Regions from separate parts of the Rattus norvegicus genome. Here region 1 is linked to region 2. Evidence: chromatin contacts called from public Hi-C data. All regions are on one chromosome and are shown on one strand. The core of a region is the stretch at or near the end of the contact, and the rest is flanking DNA. Distances in the headings are between cores, read along the strand shown.

Region 1 (2,700 bases), core at 64-2,563, 720 kb before region 2:
AGAAATCAAGCCATTTAGTGTCTAAAGGGCCATGTCTACAATGGGAAGAAATGTTTTCCATGTGAGATTTGTTTGAGAAGACACAACACAGTGAAAATATCTCTTCTAATTCTTAAATGAAACAAGTCAATGTAGGATTAGTTGAATGTAATCAAAAGCTGTAACTGGATAAATCAAATGGAGAGATTCAGAATGTAGAGTTTGCATGTACTTCATGATGGTCTCATATAGAGTTACCATGTTAATCAAACCATTGCTACTTTCATTTGATTCACATCCCTTCTTCAGCCGTCACCTGAATTTCAATTATATTTTGAAATGCCTTAGATTCCCAACCATAATATGTCTATATGATGTGACTTGAATTTGTAAAAATTTTACATGTTTTAGGCCTAAGAGTCACCACTTGCTGGACCTTTCTCTTCTATAAATAACCCAATCTTTTTGTTTATCCCAAATGTATTCTGTTAGTCTATGGCAGAGGTAGAGTGGCAGGCTACTGACTTACACCACTCCTGCCAGATCGCACATTGTACAGAGAAATTCAGTAGGAGTTACCACAAAAAGCATTATCTCTCACCCTGGGAGGTTTGCCCTTCTTGAGAAAAGTTGAAAGAAATACAGGGAAGTCCACACTAATCCCCTTCACAGTTTACCAGACTGAGAATACAACACAGCATCCGGAGACACAAGTCCATGGGCACTTTTGAGAAGCCGTCTGGAAGGGGTGGATTCAGAGATAGAAGCAAAAAAGTATTTTCCTGCAGAACCCATTCTGATTCAGAACCATAATACACAGCCCTTAAAACTGCCAGTGTTATCCAGCAGCTGAAGCACCGTAAGCTAGTGTGCTTATGTTTAAAATGCAGAAGGCACCTTTCTGTTGCTTTTATTTCACTGTGCCCTGGGACGAGGATAACTTTTGTAAACATTCATTTATCTTAATAAGATTGTGCTTTCATAAAAAACCATTAATTCTATGATAAGTTTCGAGGGGACCTAAGGGTAAAGCTGGCAGATAAAGTAAAACACTCGATCTCTTTCCCACAAGAACTCCTTCTCACTCCTGGAAAACGTTTAAAAGCATAGTCACTGCGATGCAGCTCAACAGAAACAAGGAAGGCTAAGCTGTAATACTGTGGCCAAGGAGAACAGGAGAGTATGGTGTGCTTTATGTGTTTGCTGGGCACATAGGTCTCCCTCTTCTTACCAAGGAAGACAGAGAGAGAACATAAGCGAGCAAACTGTAAGGGAAACTATCTGAGTGAGAGAACTGACTGGTGACTCAGTTGCTGCCTGTGGAAATGAATCACAGGAATGCAACAGAAAGAGGGGGAGGGGTGTCGGAGAGAAGGTCAAACCACGGACTGTCTTAAGGTGGGGAGATCAGGCAAATCCCGGAAAGATGGTGTCCAGTAATCAAAGCCAAATGAAGAGAAATATCCCACGTAATAAAGTCGAACTTACTAAAATTTAATGTAAAGAGAAATCTGACAGTGACTTCAGAAGGATCAAACGTTAAATATACTTAAGTTCCAGTAGTGAGCGATTGTCCCTTTCCTGGCCGTCATCACAGTGGCCACTGACACCAACATGTTTTCTGGCTAGTGCTGTTTCTTCAGGAGCTCTAGGAAAGCCTGCAGTTCCTACTCTACAAGATTACGGTATCATGCTTGCCTGCTGGCCTACTTTCAGGAACAATAAAGCTGAGGGGTTTAACAAGTGTCTGAGTCCATGACAGAAACACTAATGATTTAAACTTTATGAGACATGGGAGGGACTTAAGTTCTAGACCATTGCTCCTACACCCATGACTGGGGCTTTGTCAAAGCCACAGAAACGAACACGATCCACAACTTCGTCAAGTATATACCATCCAGTATAGTGTTTCTCTCGGCCTAGCTAACCATACATGACTATTGCCAATTCTGCAGAACATGAGGAAAAAACAGATCACAGACCTGTAGTCATTCACTGAATGCAACTAATCTTTAGTAAGATGAGGAAAGGAAGTGTGCTTCTAAGAATGTACACCTATATTATGGCAGAAGCATCTGAAAGTCTGTATGAAAATTCTCACATCAGGCTAAACTAAAAAAAACAAAAAACAAAAAAAAACAAAACAAAACAAAAAAACCCAGAAATACAGAAAAACTAAGAACTGAACAGATCATGCAGGAAAAGCTCAGTGACTGTAATCCAAAGTGAGGAAGGAAATGCAAATGAAAATATTTCTTGTGATTCACAGTAAACAAACATTTAAACTGAAAAAAAAATCAGTCCCCAGTGATTTACTTGCAAGAGGGTAGCTGAAAACAGTTAAAAGAATAGCAGTACCAATAAATGTGAAAACCTAAGTGTTTTCAAGAATAAATTTAATGACAGCGAGTCCTGTGGTTTAAAAGTTTTTTGATTCCTTCTAAATCTCAACTTTAACCATGATAACCACTGTCAAAGTGTTGGGAAGCAGGTGGTTAGTGGACGGTGTCTGGGATAAAGCAGCACTGACCTTGTAAATGGATGGGTGAGTCAGTAACGCAATTGGTCACCTTTACTTACATAGTTCCCTCATGGCCTTCTTCCCATATGACGCCACCATTTAGTGATGCAACAAGAAAATCCATACCAGAACCCGATTGACAATCGAAGACCTCACAGGCCTGCAAGATTTTGTGCCAGTAAATTTATGTTCATTCTTAG
Region 2 (2,700 bases), core at 53-2,552:
AATTCCCCTGGGAAGTGGGCTCTGAATTGGTTAATAATGTGCAATACTTGCTAAATTGCTGACTTCCAGATGTGGAAAATATCTTTCTTGTTTAGGACCTATGTAACCTGATTGGATTACGACAGAAGCGTCACGTTGGAAGCTTTTGAGTGATTATTTAATTAACCATACAGTAGAAAGCTGTATTCTCCAGGAAATCCCTTCCATATTTGCATAACCAATCCCTTCAGAGCAAAGGTGGAGTCTTTTCTTTTTAATTTTACTTTAATTGCAATATCAAAAAATATGCACTTCAAAACTTAGACCCCACACAGTTTAATGTCACCATCTTCTTTCTTTAGTCCTAAGCTCCTCTAGCCTTTCTCCTTCCTCCTCCTGTCCCCAACCCCTGACTTAGTAGTGTGGTCTGCATGACATGTAGAGAGATCCAAAGGTTAGCCAACATAGTGAACTTCTGTGTTAATCTAGAGACCCTTTATTAAAATGCCAAAGTACTTTTAATATAGGGATCCAATCCAGAAGCCCCCCCTCTCCACACGCTCGCGCGCGCGCGCACACACACACACACACACAGAGAGAGAGAGAGAGAGAGAGAGAGAGATCCTAAGTTGCAGTGCATAAGTACTATTTTCCTCCCCTAGCTCTGGCATCTTTAAAATAATAATAATAATAATAATAATAATAATAATAATAATAATAATAATAATAATAATAGAAGGGCAAGAATTTAGTTCCCAAAAAAAAAAACGGTGCTTGAGATATCCATACAACTTGATGAGCACCTCAAGCCTAGTCACCAGAGATATCTGTGTAAGAAAAGAGATCTGCATGGAAGATCCAAGATCTTTCCCTTTAACTTTCGCCCCTCGGAGTTCTCCAGTTCTGTGAATGGTGTGCACCGTTTTCCGCCCAGTACTCTGAAGGATTTAGTGATGAGGATAATGATGCCAAAGACTTGACGGGGGGGGGGGGTTGGGGGGGCGTGGAGAAGGGAGGGAGGGAGGGAGAGAGGAAGGGAGGGAGGTGGAATTTCATTTCTTCCACTAAAGCGTTTGCGGAGACTTCAAGGTATAATCTATCCCAGATCCTTTCCCAGAGAGAAACTTGGCGATCACGTTTTCACATGATGCTCACGCTCAGGGCGCTTCAATTATCCCTCCCCACAAAGATAGGTGGCGCGTGTTTCAGGGTCTCTCTTCTCTCCCCTACAGAAAAGAAAAAGAAAAAAATGTCATTAGAAGAGGCGTAACACGTCAGTCCGTCCCCAGGTTTGTGTTTCCTGGAGTGGCCGAAAAGAGATCAGTTCTAACCTGCTCGGCAGGAATAACGGTCCTGCCTCCCGACACTCTTGGCGAGGTTTTGTTCAGTTTGCTCCGGGAGCTGTTTCTTCGCCTCCACCTTTTTCTCCCCCACACTTCGCGGCTTCTTCATGCTTTTTCTTCTCACCATTTCTGGCCAAAACTACAAACAAGACTTCGCAGGTAGGTCCCCCCCCCCCTTCTTTTCCTCCTCTTTTTATCCTTTTTTGGTGTGCTTGTCCCCCATCCTCCCTCTCTAATTTTCTCATTTCGAGTGGGGATGTTAGTCTGAAGAGAGCCGGGTGTCTGTGGACAGGAATTTCAGGTGGTTTTAGCTCCTCGGTGGCAGACTTTTCCCAAGAGTGGCTTCTTTGCTTTCTCTTGCTTTCCTTTAGTCTCTCTTTCCTTCCCTCTCCCTTTCCCCACCTCCCCCAGTAATTTGCTCTGTACCTGTCCATTCAGGTAACCAAAGGTGTTTTTTGCTACATAGTCTAGGAAAAGTTTTGCTGAGAACTGTATGGCTGGGGTAAAAAAACTCATCAAGTGGAGAGCTTCTGCTTTGTTCTCACACCGACTTCCAATTCATTATATCCAGCAATTAAAACTTGGCAAATACCTGTTAATAATTATAAAACTTATTCGAGAAAGACCTACCAAATTCGGGAGCAAGTCCTTCTCTTAGACATGGTAGTCTAATCTTTCCCACCGGAGAAGGCTGTTTTCTAAGCAGAAACTTGACTGTTTTTGTCTGCCTAGCGAGTTTCATTTCTTTATTTCATTCTTTGTGTGTGTGTGTGTGTGTGTGTGTGTGTGTGTGTGTGTGTGAAGTAACACCTCACTTCTGTGATTATAAATAAAGAAGTGAAAGTTCTCTTGGAACTTGAGTCGTTTACCAAAGTGAATTGGGGGGGGGGTCCACTACAGCTGGGAAGAAAACTGCTGTCAGGATAATAGGGTTAAAATTAGGGTAACTTTTGAAATTATATTTTAAATGACCAAGTAATATACACATGGATTTTTTTTATGGAACCTCTCTCTCTCTCTCTCTCTCTCTCTCTCTCTCTCTCTCTCTCTCTCTCTCTCTCTCTCTCTCTCACACACACACACACACTCACACACACACCCTTCCAGACTTTGAGACTGAAAAGTTGGAGTTCAGGAGTCACAGACATAGTGGTGAGCTCAGCTAACATAAATGTGTTTATCTCCCACCTACTTACGTGTTTCCCATGCTACCCCTCTAACGAGGAGGGCAAGAGTGCTTGTTCCAGAAATTAAGACTAACATTCACAAATAAAGTTTACAGCATAAATGCCATGTCTTTCCCTCACACACATACTGGCTCATAAAGCTAGCAACTTATTTTATTAAATATATATTTTATATGCAGTGGCGTGTAAGT

The links. A called contact is a pair of places that touch in the nucleus more often than the background predicts.
Region 1: a contact with region 2 is called in a Hi-C map of the A7r5 cell line, with 3 times the contacts expected there. The contact joins the enhancer-like site here to the promoter of Zeb2 in region 2. A contact is called at or near these places in 1 of 12 Hi-C or Micro-C datasets (the A7r5 cell line) and 1 of 1 datasets of contacts at active chromatin or transcription factors (oligodendrocytes).

What each region holds. Positions count from the first base shown.
Region 1 is chr3:50,469,849-50,472,548 of GRCr8, reverse strand. No RefSeq gene overlaps it. Among named protein-coding and RNA genes, the nearest start is that of Zeb2, 720 kb to the right of the region's middle. Within about 2 kb of position 1,313, at least 5 of the 93 cell types and tissues checked have an H3K27ac peak or open chromatin away from gene starts, as enhancers often do. A contact at or near this core is called in the A7r5 cell line, where this site is marked.
Region 2 is chr3:49,752,925-49,755,624 of GRCr8, reverse strand. Zeb2 (zinc finger E-box binding homeobox 2) reads left to right here and starts at 1,302. Exons shown (of 10, transcript NM_001033701.2): 1 at 1,302-1,481. Zeb2-as1 (ZEB2 antisense RNA 1) reads right to left here. Exons shown (of 3, transcript NR_132636.2): 2 at 1,311-1,461; 3 at 246-1,205.